2 separate regions of the Mus musculus genome follow, and region 2 is linked to region 1. The links are chromatin contacts, called in public HiChIP or PLAC-seq maps. All regions are on one chromosome and are shown on one strand. Each heading gives the region's core, a stretch centred on a gene start, on an enhancer-like site or on the middle of the called end of the contact. The rest is flanking DNA. Distances are from core to core; before and after follow the strand shown.

Evidence for each region. HiChIP or PLAC-seq counts read pairs in DNA pulled down with a chosen protein or histone mark.
Region 2: an H3K27ac HiChIP or PLAC-seq map of T-cell acute lymphoblastic leukemia shows a contact between it and region 1, with 4 times the contacts expected there. The contact joins two enhancer-like sites. A contact is called at or near these places in 1 of 484 Hi-C or Micro-C datasets (the AML12 cell line), 2 of 115 datasets of contacts at active chromatin or transcription factors (T-cell acute lymphoblastic leukemia and embryonic stem cells) and 3 of 9 other capture datasets (adipose tissue, embryonic stem cells and liver).

The regions. Positions count from the first base shown.
Region 1 is chr12:111,063,757-111,070,180 of GRCm38.p6, forward strand. The region is part of intron 2 of Rcor1 (REST corepressor 1); the gene reads left to right. It also overlaps the pseudogene Gm46379. Among named protein-coding and RNA genes, the nearest start is that of Rcor1, 28 kb to the left of the region's middle. Within about 2 kb of position 4,120, at least 4 of the 459 cell types and tissues checked have an H3K27ac peak or open chromatin away from gene starts, as enhancers often do. A contact at or near this core is called in T-cell acute lymphoblastic leukemia, where this site is marked.
Region 2 is chr12:111,236,094-111,242,517 of GRCm38.p6, forward strand. It overlaps Traf3 (TNF receptor-associated factor 3), which reads left to right. Exons shown (of 12, transcript NM_011632.3): 3 at 1,469-1,727; 4 at 2,936-2,987; 5 at 6,350-6,424. The coding sequence starts at 1,486. Among named protein-coding and RNA genes, the nearest start is that of Amn, 32 kb to the right of the region's middle. Within about 2 kb of position 2,923, at least 58 of the 459 cell types and tissues checked have an H3K27ac peak or open chromatin away from gene starts, as enhancers often do. A contact at or near this core is called in T-cell acute lymphoblastic leukemia, where this site is marked.

The sequences.
Region 1 (6,424 bases), core at 2,870-5,369:
TCTTTTTGTTTTTGTTTTTTGAAACAGGGAACTCTATAGACCAGGCTGGCCTCAAACTCAGAAATCTACCTGCCTCTGCCTCTTGAGTCTTGGGTTCTTTTAGTTAATTAATTAATTAAGTAAGTAAGTAAATTAACCACTTGGCTAGTTCTCTTAATTTTAAGCACCAGAAATAAATATTTAAGCTTACAGTTGTCTTTTCCAAAATTTGGATTGTACACTTCTATTTCCTTAACTGTCAGTACTTAAAAAAAAGAGGAGTTTACAAAGCCAATAAGACCATTTAGCTTTCTTCCAGATTACAGATTTACAATGTAAAGCAGTTTCTACCTTGTTTTCAAGTTATTTTGACAAATTTGCTAGGTCATAAATACCAAGAAATCTGTGACCAGTTCTGGGAGTGGAACACAAGTAGAGAGTCTGAGGTCAGTGTCAGTGCAGGCAGAGATGTCGCTGCTGAAGCTGGGCTGTGGCAGGGTTAAGAAGGAGATCACAATGGAAGGGTTTTTGGAATTTGTGGGTTCTGATGGGAGCACAGTGGACAGTATTTTTACCTTTGGAGCGTTGCTTTCTACCCAAGCTGATTTATGATTCTCTTGGGATTCTTTTCCTGATTCATACAGCTGCCCCAGCTCTGTTCATGACTGTTTCCATGGGAACAGAAGTAGGATAACATACGTTTATAACCTGTTGCTAGGCAGATGTAGCTTGCAATATATTAAAATGTTCTCATTAAAAAGCATTTGAAAGTCTGGGGTATGGTAGAGAGCTTGCCTAGCATACAGCGTTTGGGTTTTGTCCTTAGTACTGCAGAAAAATAAGTGAGTGAGTGGATGGATGGATGGATGGGTGGGTGGGTGGGTGGATGGATGGATGGATGGATGGATGGATGGATGTGTGGGTGGATGGATGGATGGGTGGATGGATGGATGGATGGATGGATGTGTGGATGGATGGATGGATGTGTGGATGGATGGATGGATGGATGGATGGATGGATGGATGGATGGATGGATGGATGGATGGATGGATGGATGGATGGATGGATGGATGGATGGATGGATGGATGGATGGATGGATGGATGGATGGATGGATGGATGGATGGATGGATGGATGGATGGATGGATGGATGGATGGATGGATGGATGGATGGATGGATGGGTGGGTGGATGGATGGATGGGTGGATGGGTGGTAGAAGAGGCAAAGTGTTTGGTATTTGCCTTTAGTAGGGGAGGTAAGCAGGGTAGTTTAAAATTACAACTCCAAGATTATGAACTCTTCTGTGGTAAAATAGCTAGTCTTGTTTAGGCTCTAGTCTTACTTGCAGTAATTGATTAAATGTTTGAAATGGAAGGGGAATAATTGAAATAATTTTCTGAAAGCCTATCCCCTTAGATATTAAGTTGTGGTGTGTGTAGATTTAATGTGACAGTTGCCATGACCCAGTGTGTACATAGGATCTCAAAGTGGTCTTTCCCAGTTCTCCCGTCTTAGATGTGAGTGACTAGTCCGGAGGCCTGTGGATGTTAAGATACCTGTTTCTTTATTTGGTTAAATCTGTTGAATTATAATTTTTGAGTGGGTAATAATACTATTGATGGAGAGATGACTTGATTTCAGAAAGCATACATAGCGTGGATTGTGGTTACTGGGAACTGAACCTAGGTCCTCTGCAAGATCAAGTGCTCTTACCCACTGAGCCATCTCTGCTGCTCCAGTAACTACTGGTTTTTATTTGGTGCCCACATTACTCCAAATGTGACCCTTGAAGATAACGTCCTTTTCAGAAGTTATGCTGAACTTCAGGTTTTGCATGCGTCATTGCTTGTTAGTGTATTTATCTTATGTTTTCCTATGCATTCCTGATATCAGTTATTTCTGTAAGGAGCAGTCGTTTCTTTTATAGTGGAGATGAGTTACTAGAGAAACCAAGATCTGCTGAGTGTGGTGGCGCATGCCTTTAAACCCAGCACTCGGGAGGCAGAGGCAGGTGGATATCTGAGTTCGAGGCCAGCCTGGTCTACAGAGTGAGTTCCAGGGCAGCCAGGGCTACAAAGAGAAACCCTGTCTCGAAAAACTAAAAAAAAAAAAAAGAAAAAAGAAAAAAAAAGAAATCAAGATCTGAGCATCAGATAGGAACATATGCTGTCAGGGTGTTGATGGTCTATCTCTCTCTTAGGGCAGAGCCTGTAAGGAGTATGTGCACACGTCCAGTCATCTCACACACTTAGAAGCTGGGAGTCCCCACCATGCTGCTGTCTTGATTCAGAGCCTTAGTGTTTATGAACTGCCTTCTCTGTTTATTTGTAGCACCTGCCTCTGCTTCTCTCTTTACATTAAAAATAAAAAGATCTATCTGTGTGCATTGAGTGCAGTGCCTGCAGAGGTCAGGGGTCAGATCCCTGGGAGCTGTAAGCCAGCTGGGTGGGTGCTGGGAATTGAACTCGGAGCCTCAAGATGAGCAGTGTGTTCTCCTAGCCACTGAGCCATCTCTTGCCCACTTCTGTAGTTCTCACTAGTCAGTTTTGTTGAGTTGGTTTTTGTTGTAGTTTTGTTTGTTTGTTTTGTTTTAATCTCCTGTAACAAAGGCTGTCTTCAAACTCAGCAAGTATCTTTGGCCTTGAACTCTTGATCCTCTCTCTTCTCTCCAGCTCTCTGATGGCATGACTACAGGCAGGAGCCACCAAGCCTGGCTATTTATCCCTAATAGACTTACTTACTTGGTTACTCAAAACTTGCTTTGGATATGGGATTCAGGAGCAGGATGAAAGGAAAGAGAATTCCTAGGCTAATGAGAGTGCACTAGTTATGCAGACAGCTACCAGCCACTCCCCATGGGTGAGTGAGTAAATCCAGGTGTTGATGTGAATTTGGGGATAAGAAAACAAAAAACTGAGCAAGCAAAAAAAAAAAAAAAAAAACCAACAAAAAGTAATTGTAATTACAGGTAAAACATTTTGTAAGAATAGACATGACACCATGGTATGTGGTATGACTCAGTTACATAGTATTCACAGGGTTAAATGCACTGGGAACTGTGGGCTGATCAGAGAGGGGTTGAGGTTAAAAAAGCCAAATCCTCTTTCTCTATAACACATAGAGGCAGATAGAATTGAAATTTTTGTTTTTTGTTTTTGTTTTCTTTTTAAAGATTTACTTATTTATTTTATGTATGTGAGTACACTGTAGCTGTACAGATGGTTGTGAGCCTTCATATGATTGCTGGGAATTGAACTCAGGACCTCTGCTCACTCCGGCCCCACTTGCTCAGCCCCGCTCACTCCAGTCCACAGATTTATTATTATATGTAAGTACACTGTAGGAGTCAGATCACATTATGGGTGGTTGTGAGCCACCATGTGGTTGCTGGGATTTGAACTCAGGACCTTCAAAAGAACAGCCAGTGCTCTTACCTGTTGAGCCATCTCACCAGCCTATCCTGTTGTTTTTTGCTTTTGCTTTTGCTTTTGCTGTTTTTTGTTTTTTTGTTTTTTGTTTTTTGTTTTTTTTTTTTGAGACAGGGTTTTTCTGTATAGCCCTGGCTGTCCCAGAACTCACTTTGTAGACCAGGCTGGCCTCGAACTGAGAAATCCACCTGCCTTTGTTGTTTTTTTTCAAAACAGGGTTTATTGATGCAGCCCTGGCTGTCTGTCTTAGAACTCTGTAGATCAGAATGGCCTCCAACTCAGACATCTGGTTGTCTCTCCCTTCTGAGTGCTGGGACTGAAGGCATGCACCACCACCACCCAGCATAGCCCATATGATTATTAACAAAGGGGACAACCACACACAGCCACTCACAAGTACATTTAGGAACCTTAACATTGACAATACCCACCCCTCCCAATACCTCTCTTCTCTAGGACCCTTCCCAAACTTTGGGGGGCTTCTAGCATTTTTTTAAATCTGAAAACCACATGAATATGCTGTCTCAACTCTCTGCCTTTTATGCTCCTATCCTCCTGTCCCTGTGGGCTGTAGATGAAAATCTCTAGGAAGCTGCTCAGTCATTCAGGTTTAGATCAAAATCTGCATATAACTCCTTGGTGGTAACGCCTCGAGTCACAGCCAGCTTCCCCAGCAGCATCTGTGAGACATCCTTGATGTCATTGTACTCATGGAGGAAGGAGATTGCTGCTCTAGCTCAATCACACGGTAGCCCTCTGCTATTAACTGAGAGATCTCCTTGTCCAGCACATCCTGCTTCTCCTTCAGTTTCTGAACGTCAGAGCTCAAGGTCTCCTCGCTGGCATCATCACTCTCATCAATCACGGGGAATGGCCGTTGCGGTGATCGGTAACCCCCATGGTAAAGTCGGCTGAATTCTGTCTGACTCACTCTCCTGAACCCTAAGGTCCAGGGTACCTGGAATGGGGTGGGCTTAAACTCTGAAGGGTCCAGGGTTGGGGTTAAACGGCTGCTTCAGGGAACTAGAAATCAACGATGACGATGATGACGACGACAGAGACCACCAATCGCCCCACCAGAACTGAAACTTTTAAAAAATCAGTTTGAGCATGTTGTTAGAAGCTGATAGAATAGAAGATGATTCTTTGCCCAGAAATAATACCTGGCTCAGAAATAATTGCTGGGTTTGGCAAGGAGCATTAACTTATAGTAGAATCCAGATACCTGTTGGGCAGTGGTGACACACGCCTTTGATCCTAGCAGAGTCAAGCAGATCTGAGTTCGAGGCCAGCCTGGTCTACGAGTGAGTTCCAGGACAGCCAGGACCACACAAAGAAACCCTGTCTCGAACAACAAACAAACAAACAACTGTTGGTCCCTATTTGAGAGTAGGTGTCACTGTTTTTTAGGCTGGCCTTATTCATTCTGTAGCCCAAGGAAACTTTAAATTTAGGATTTTACTGCCTTAGACTCAGATTAGGATTACAGCTCTGTACCACCACCAAGCACAGCTTCAGGAAACAGAGTCAGGTGGATTTCTGAGTTTGAGGCCAGCCTGATGACCTACAGAGTGAATTACAGGACAGCCAGGGCTACACAGAGAAGCCATCTCATGAAGAAAAAAAATATCTTTATGTTGAATTGGCCAGAATAAGTAGGAGTTAACTCAAGGCCTTTAGAACGCTAGACAGAAAGCCTGCCAACCTTATTCTGACCCCTCTTCTTTGGTTTTGTTTGTTTGTTTTTTTGTTTGAGATAATGTCTTCCGAATGACCTTGAACTTATAATTCTCCTGCCTGCAATCCAAGCTCTGTGTGTGTGTGTGTGTGTGTGTGTGTGTGTGAGAGAGAGAGAGAGAGAGAGAGAGAGAACTTATATGTAGCTCAAGCTTATCATCTCAAGCACAGTGCTCATGCCTCAGTTTCTCTAGTTTGCTGTCACTCTGATGTGGTTTTCTCCTTCGTTTTATAAACCCCAGGACAGTGGACATTTGTGAAGATGGTTTCTGATATACTATGTTGAGTGGTATATGTTAGACACATGGCAGAGAGAGAGGATGTTGCATGTGTGTCCACCGTTGGAAGCTTTTAGGTGACTTCTGTTCTCATATTTAAGGTCTCTTGCCCCCCTCCCCTATTTAGTGTGGGTGTGTTGGTGTGGACATGTGTGTGATCAGAGTGTGGATGTGTTGGTGGTGTGCACATGTGTGAGATCAGAGTGTGAGTGTGTTGGTGGTGTGCACATGTGTGAGATCAGAGTGTGAGTGTGTTGGTGGTGTGCACATGTGTGAGATCAGAGTGAGTGTGTTGGTGGTGTGCACATGTGTGAGATCAGAGTGTGTGTTGGTGGTGTGCACATGTGTGAGATCAGAGTGTGAGTGTGTTGGTGGTGTGCACATGTGTGAGATCAGAGTGTGAGTGTGTTGGTGGTGTGCACATGTGTGAGATCAGAGTGTGAGTGTGTTGGTGGTGTGCACATGTGTGTGATCAGAGTGTGGATGTGTTGGTTGTGTGCACATGTGTGAGATCAGAGTGTGAGTGTGTTGGTGGTGTGCACATGTGTGTGATCAAAGGACAAGCTTCAGAGTCCGTTCTCTCCTTCTACCAGGTTAGCCCTGGTGTTGATCTCAGGTTGTCAGTCTAGATGGCAAGTGCCTTTATCTTTGTTCTCCCCCCCCTCCCCCCGTGAGCCTGTCTGTCTGTCTGTCTGTCTGTATGTCTCATATATACACACACCCCATACACGTTGCCCCACCCCCATCTTGTTAGGTTTATTATGACCCAAGTGGGTTTTTAAAAAATTATTTATTTATTTTATGCAGGTGTGTACATTGTAGATGTCTTCAGACACACCAGAAGAGGACATCATTGGATCCCATCACAGATGGTTGTGAGCCACCATGTGGTTGCTGGACATTGAACTCTGGACCACTGGAAGAATAGCCAGTGCTCTTAACCACTGAGCCATCTCTCCAACCCCATGACCCAGTGTTTTAATCTTAATTTAAGACTAACC
Region 2 (6,424 bases), core at 1,673-4,172, 170 kb after region 1:
CTGATGCCCTCTTGTGGTGTGTCTGGAGTGTACTCATATATACATACATACATACATACATACATCTTCTTTTTTAAAAACTTAACACTGATGGTAGGATATCCAGAAAGTAAGGAAAGAGAAACCAGCCTTTCTGCCGCCATCTGAGCTCACGCCATCTGTGCTGTCAGCAATTATTTAGGGTTAATGGGTATTTATTGATGCTAGCTATAATTTTCCTTAAAGTCAGTTTTTCCTTAGGAACCTAGTCAGCTGCTTTATGTTGTTGCTTATTTTTGCTTACTTGCCCTCAAGACTCAGCTGATGGAACTGCCTGGTCTGGGATCCTTACGTCTCGTCTGGGGAGTGCTCTCATTGCTCATTATGGGACTTGCAGGTGGAAGGCAGAGAAACTGGTAGCAGGTGTGAGACGTGAACCTGCCCAGGAGACCCATCCAGTCCCGTGTCCCTCTGACGGGCCTGACCTTTATACCTGCCTGTCCCTCAGCCCTACGAAGCCTGTGTTCCCCACGGGCTCCATGTGGCAATACCATGGCTCTGTTGTATGTGGGCTGACTCAGAGCACTCCAGGCTTGGTAAACTGAGGGCAAAAACAATTGCCTTTCATCTTGTGGGCACACGCAGACATGACTGCTGGTCTGGTTATACCTCATCTGCTGTAAGTGCTACTGCTAGGACAAGAGATGGTCGGTCTATAACAGTATGCTGGGAGTATGGTCAGTGAGCTAAACAGAAGATAAAGCTGACCAAACATGCCTGCTGCTAGGGCTGAAGAGATGGCTCAGTGGTTAAGAGCCTACAGTTCTTGCAGAGGACCCAAGTTTGACACCAGCTCTAGAGGATATGTTGCCTTTTGCTTCCAAGGGTGTCTGCATTAATGTGTGTCTCCACATGTAGATCACACACACACAATTAAAAACAAAATAAATCTTAAAAACAATAGATACTGCTTTGGCCAAATTGTTACAATGAAGTTCTGGCACAGAAAAATACTCTGGGGCTGGAGAGATGGCTCAGTGGTTAAGAGCACTGCCTGCTCTTCCAAAGGTCCTGAGTTCAGTTCCCAGCAACCACATGGTAGTTCACAATCATCTGTAATAGGATCTGATACCCTCTTCTGGTGTATCTGAAGATAGCTACAGTGTACTCATATAAATAAATTTTAAAAAATGAAAGAAAAATATTCTGTGTATTTTAAAGAATCTTGTAACACAATTTACTAAGTACATTTTTCAGGAATATTCTGAATGGCAGTGTTAACGGTAGGATCTGGTTAAAGTAAAAAGAAGGTGGTCACTTGGTCATGTTTCTTATTCCATGGCAGACTAAGGCTGGGAAGGGTCCTGGTGCCCCATTTAAACACCAAAAGTACAGACCTCGGCACGGGTGCTTCTCTCAGCCATGTATGTTGGGCCTTTTCAAGGGTTCAGGGGTTGACTGACAGTTCTCATTACCTTTTTCCGGGCAGAATTTCAGTTTCCTAAGATGGAGTCAAGCAAAAAGATGGATGCTGCTGGCACACTGCAGCCTAACCCACCCCTAAAGCTGCAGCCTGATCGCGGCGCAGGGTCCGTGCTCGTGCCGGAGCAAGGAGGCTACAAGGAGAAGTTTGTGAAGACGGTGGAAGACAAGTACAAGTGCGAGAAGTGCCGCCTGGTGCTGTGCAACCCGAAGCAGACGGAGTGTGGCCACCGGTTCTGCGAGAGCTGCATGGCCGCCCTGCTGAGGTGGGTGCCCTCCAGGGCTCAACCCCCACTCACCTGCTTCTTCCAAGACCTCCAGCGTGGGGGGCCTTTAGAGCAACTCAGGCACATCTCATGCTTGAGTGCCTGAGACCTCCATACCTTGCCCTGCCTGCCTCACATCCCACTTGCCCAGGCCTCTCCGCCCACAAAGCTTCTGTGCCTCCCATCTGCCTTGCTGTACTCTGTGCAAGAAGCTTATGTTTTATGGTGGTCATGTCAAATGATCCTAAGTCCTTAAAATTGAAGAGTGCCCTGGGCCAGGAGAGAGGAAGGTCAGGGTCACATGCAGAACAGAGCATGTGGCAAGGCTGCATGCTTGCCTGGGGGATCCACAGAGATCTGGGGTACCAAGACTCTAGAAGCTCATGAGTCTAGTAATTGCTATGGTAAAGTCACAAGGGCAAGTTGGGATTTGGAGGACAGAGTTGAGTCAGCTGGGAAGAGCATCATCGTGCAGCTTTTTATATTTGCCAGGCACTGTGCTTGACACTCAGACCACTGCAAGACACACTGTGCCGTCAGTGCCCTCAGGACACATTAGCTTCAGAAGGCCACAGAGTTTTTCTCATCTGGTCACTCACACCTGGGTGCCTGAGACCGAGGCCGAGCCCAGTAGCCAGGCTCCTGTGCGTCCCACACCCTCAGCACATCCATTCACGTGTCCCACACAGGCCACTTGGTTTTGCTGAGAGTGAAAGGACCCAGGTTGAAATTGCTGATGACACAATAGGTTCAGCACCCAATTTGCATGGAAGAGGACCTGGAAACCACCTGGGCTCAGGAGAGGCCTGTAGTGGGGTTTCCTGGAGGATAGATGCAGCTCCCCTGTGCAGGTGAGTTTGTAGATAGCCCAAGACCAGAGCATCAGAAGGACTTCAGTATTTGTGGGTGCACCTTCCAGAGGCTCCCCTCCGAGAACCACTGTGGCACCAAATGTCACTCTCGTGGTCATTAACTCATAGTCATTAAGTCTTCCCAATGGGACTGAGCTACTGAATGTAGTCGCATGTTTTAAAGTTCAGTGCTTTTTCTCCTGTGGATTACTATTTAAACTCAGTTTTCAACAGCCCTGGAGCCCTGCCTGTTGCTGCAAGCTCGAGCAGGCCTGACTACAAAGGAAAGCATTCTGTGCTGTGAGCCTGGGGGAGGGGCTGACTCCTGCTCTGACATACTTACTCTGCTTCCTTCAGCTCCTCCAGTCCAAAATGCACAGCGTGCCAAGAAAGCATCATCAAAGACAAGGTATGCTTACCCATTTCCTTCCTTCAGACAGAGGCTTGCTCTATAGTTCAGGGATCCCCAAACATAATGGACCTTCTTGCCCAGCCTCTGAGTGCAGGGGCACCACCCTTCTGGGCTTTTTAGATGGCTGACACATTTCACATAGCTTACGTTTGATGCTGTGTAAATCAGTTTATTTTTCTACTTGATTTATCATTGGGAGGAGGTGCATGCGTGCGTAGTGTTCACATGGATATCAGAGTACAACCTTGAGGAGTTCTGTCCTTCTTCCCTTAAGTGGGGTCTAGGGATCAAATGCAGGTTGCCAGGTTTGCACGGAAAGTGCTTTACCCTCCGGGCCACCTTGGTTTCCCATAGCTTTTGTACAATGCATTGAAGTTCAGTTTTGTTTTACTTTTAAAAATTAAGCTGGGTATGGTGTTGTACACCTTTAATCCCAGTACTCAGGAGGCAGAGGCAGGTGGATCTCTGGGAATTGGAGGCCAGCCTGGTCCTCATAGCAAGATCCAGGACGGCCAGGGCTATATAATTGAGACCTTTTCTCAAAAACAGTTATTACTTCCGTGGGGAGGTGAGGGTGGGAGTCTAGGTCAGGCTAGCCTTGAACTCACTTAGTAACGGAGGTCCTTCCTTCTCCGTCTCCCAAGGCCCAGGATCGCAGGTGTGCGCTCCCACATCTAGTTTCCGCAGTGCTGAGGGTCTTTCTCAGGGCTTCGGTGTGCTAGGTAAGCACACCACTAACTGACATACATCTCCAGTCCCTCGGGGTTGGTTGGTTTGCTTGAGATAGAGTTTTACTGTGCAGCTCTGGCTGGCCTTGAAATCCCAGAGATCTCTGCCTCCACACGTAGCAAGTCCCTTGGTTTTCCCCCCTTTGTTTTGATTTTTGAGATTAGAGTTTCCTATGTTGCCCAGGCTGGCCTGAAGCTCACGGCAGCCCTCCGCCTCAGCTCCTAGGATTGCAGCATGTTCCAGAACACTGACTTGCAGTTTTGTCAGTGGTGCAGCAGGCTCCACGGCCCAGCACGTGCTGTGTGAGCACCCGGGCAGACTGGGTGTGGAGGAGGAGCCAAACACAGCTTCAGCTGTGCCTCCTGCAAGGCGCACTGGCCTCTACTGTCCTCTAGCCTTAACAGTCTCAGTCTGACCTGTTCATGCCGTGGGAAGTCCTATTCGGAGTCTGTCCGGAGCTGTGAGAAGTGCTGAGGTGCCTGTTGTGGCAGAATCGCTGCCATCTTGTAGTTTTCTGTCTCATACAGCTTATACTCAACTTGGAGACACTAGCTTTTACCTCAGACATGCCAGTGGGAGGCTGTTTAAATGTGTTCTTGCTCCCCCTTACCAGTGTCTTGAAGTGTGTAAGCAATGAATGAGATCAGCTGCTGTGTGCCCACATGGCTGTCAGCATTGGCAAACTTAGAGTGGGGACCACTGAGGGGACCCTACCTTTTTCCAGAAGAACCTGATCCCTCCCCTTTTCTCTGGCACACGGCCACTCACAGACTGCTAAGCCCTTCCAGGTACATTTGTAGCTTGAAACAGCTCATTCTCAAGGACTTAAATATCAATAAAAATGCGTGTGATTCCAATATTTTGATTAATGAACCTAACAATTTTTAAGTGTAAGCTATTAAATTCCACACTAAGAATCTTGCTCTGGGGTTTCCTGTCAAAAGTATTTTCAAGTGCTGGACTTGCTGGTCAGGGCAGCCCAGGTGAGGCTGCTGGCCACAGGCCCTGACCCCTGGGCGCTAGGAAGAATGACCTCTGATGGAACTTGTTCTGGGTAGGAGCGGGGAGTCAGCCAGCCCTCAAGCTTTGTCTTATCAAACTGCTGCCGAAGACCTCAGTCACTTGTCACAAGAAGTAGGTCACAGCCTTTTCTTATTTATTTATTTTTTTATTATATGTAAGTGCACTGTAGCTGTCTTCCAGAAGAGGGAGTCAGGTCTCATTACGGATGGTTGTGAGCCACCATGTGGTTTGCTGGGATTTGAACTCTGGACCTTCGGAAGAACAGTTGGGTGCTCTTACCCACTGAGCCATCTCACCAGCCCCTAGCCTTTTCTTAAATGGCAGTGTGCCTTCCTTGTTCTCATGAATTGACAAGTGTGACGGAGAGAAAGAAGGTAAAGCTACAAGCTCAGGTACCTTTTAAAGTATCTCGGGCTCATTCCAGGCTGTCCTCAAACTCAGACTCACAGTCATTCTTCTGCCTTTGCTTTCTGAGCGCTGGGTCTAAAGGCAAATACTATGATACCAGCTTCCATCTTAAGTTTGAAACAGGGTCTGTCACTGACCCTGGGGCTTGCTGATTGGATAGACTAGCTGCCAGTAAGCTGCAGACCCTCCCACCCCCAGGGATTACAGGTGCATACCATCCCCCCAGGGGTTACAGGTGCAACCCCCCCCCCAGGGGTTACAGGTGCAACCCCCCCCCCCCAGGGATTACAGGTGCATACCACCACCCGTGACTTGTATGTAGGCGGCAGCACCAAAGCTCAGATCTTCATGCTTGCATAGCACGCACTTTACTGACTGAGGAGTCTCTGTTTTTAAAGCTTATCAGCCATTTGTTCTGTCTCTGCCTGGACATTTAGGAAGGACTAAGTTTTGATAGGTGGGAGTATCTCAAAAATGCCCGAGGACTAAGAGGCCATAGGCCGTTGTTAGAGACAGATTGCTTGTTTTCTAAGGGGAAATAAAATTAAAGACAAGCAGGTATTCATTTTGAGGAGAATAGTTCAGTCCCAGCTCATCCTCATAGCATTTATTTACAGCTTCCTTTGGACTGAGATGTGGCTCAGTGGTGGAATGTTGCCCTAGCATGCTCAAGGCCCTGGGAGTCCATCTCCAGTGCAAGGGAAAAGGGAAATTAAAAAGAAAAAGTCTTTGGTAAGAACTTGCACTAAGAGGAAACCAAAACTGTTTCGCACAGCGTTCTAAGACATCATGTCCACAGCTATCGGTCTGATTCTCTAAGCAGCATTCTGTATAGCGCATCAAGGAGCCAGCGTGTTGCCAAGTCCTGTGGTGAGAGGTGCACGCCAGGGCCATCTGCTCCTTGTTGGCTGGCAACTCAGGCCTACCTTGTCCAGAGGCCATGTGCTCAAAAATGTCTTCACCCCAACTGTCATTTGCTTACCTAATAAAAGATAGAGGTTAAGGCTATGTGAGTTAAATGGTGTCTCTTAGTGGGGCCAGCTCCTTCATTCTACTTATGGAAATTAAAATGGTCCTTAATGCTTTCTGAGGCCCACTTAAGAGTTGCTCTTAGGATCTTTAGAGTGGTTTAGCCTTGTCCAAAATTGCAACATGTGAAGATCAGGAAGTATTAATCCTCTAACTACTTTTCAATTCAGGTGTTTAAGGATAATTGCTGCAAGAGAGAGATTCTGGCCCTTCAGGTCTACTGTCGGAATGAAGGCAGAGGTTGT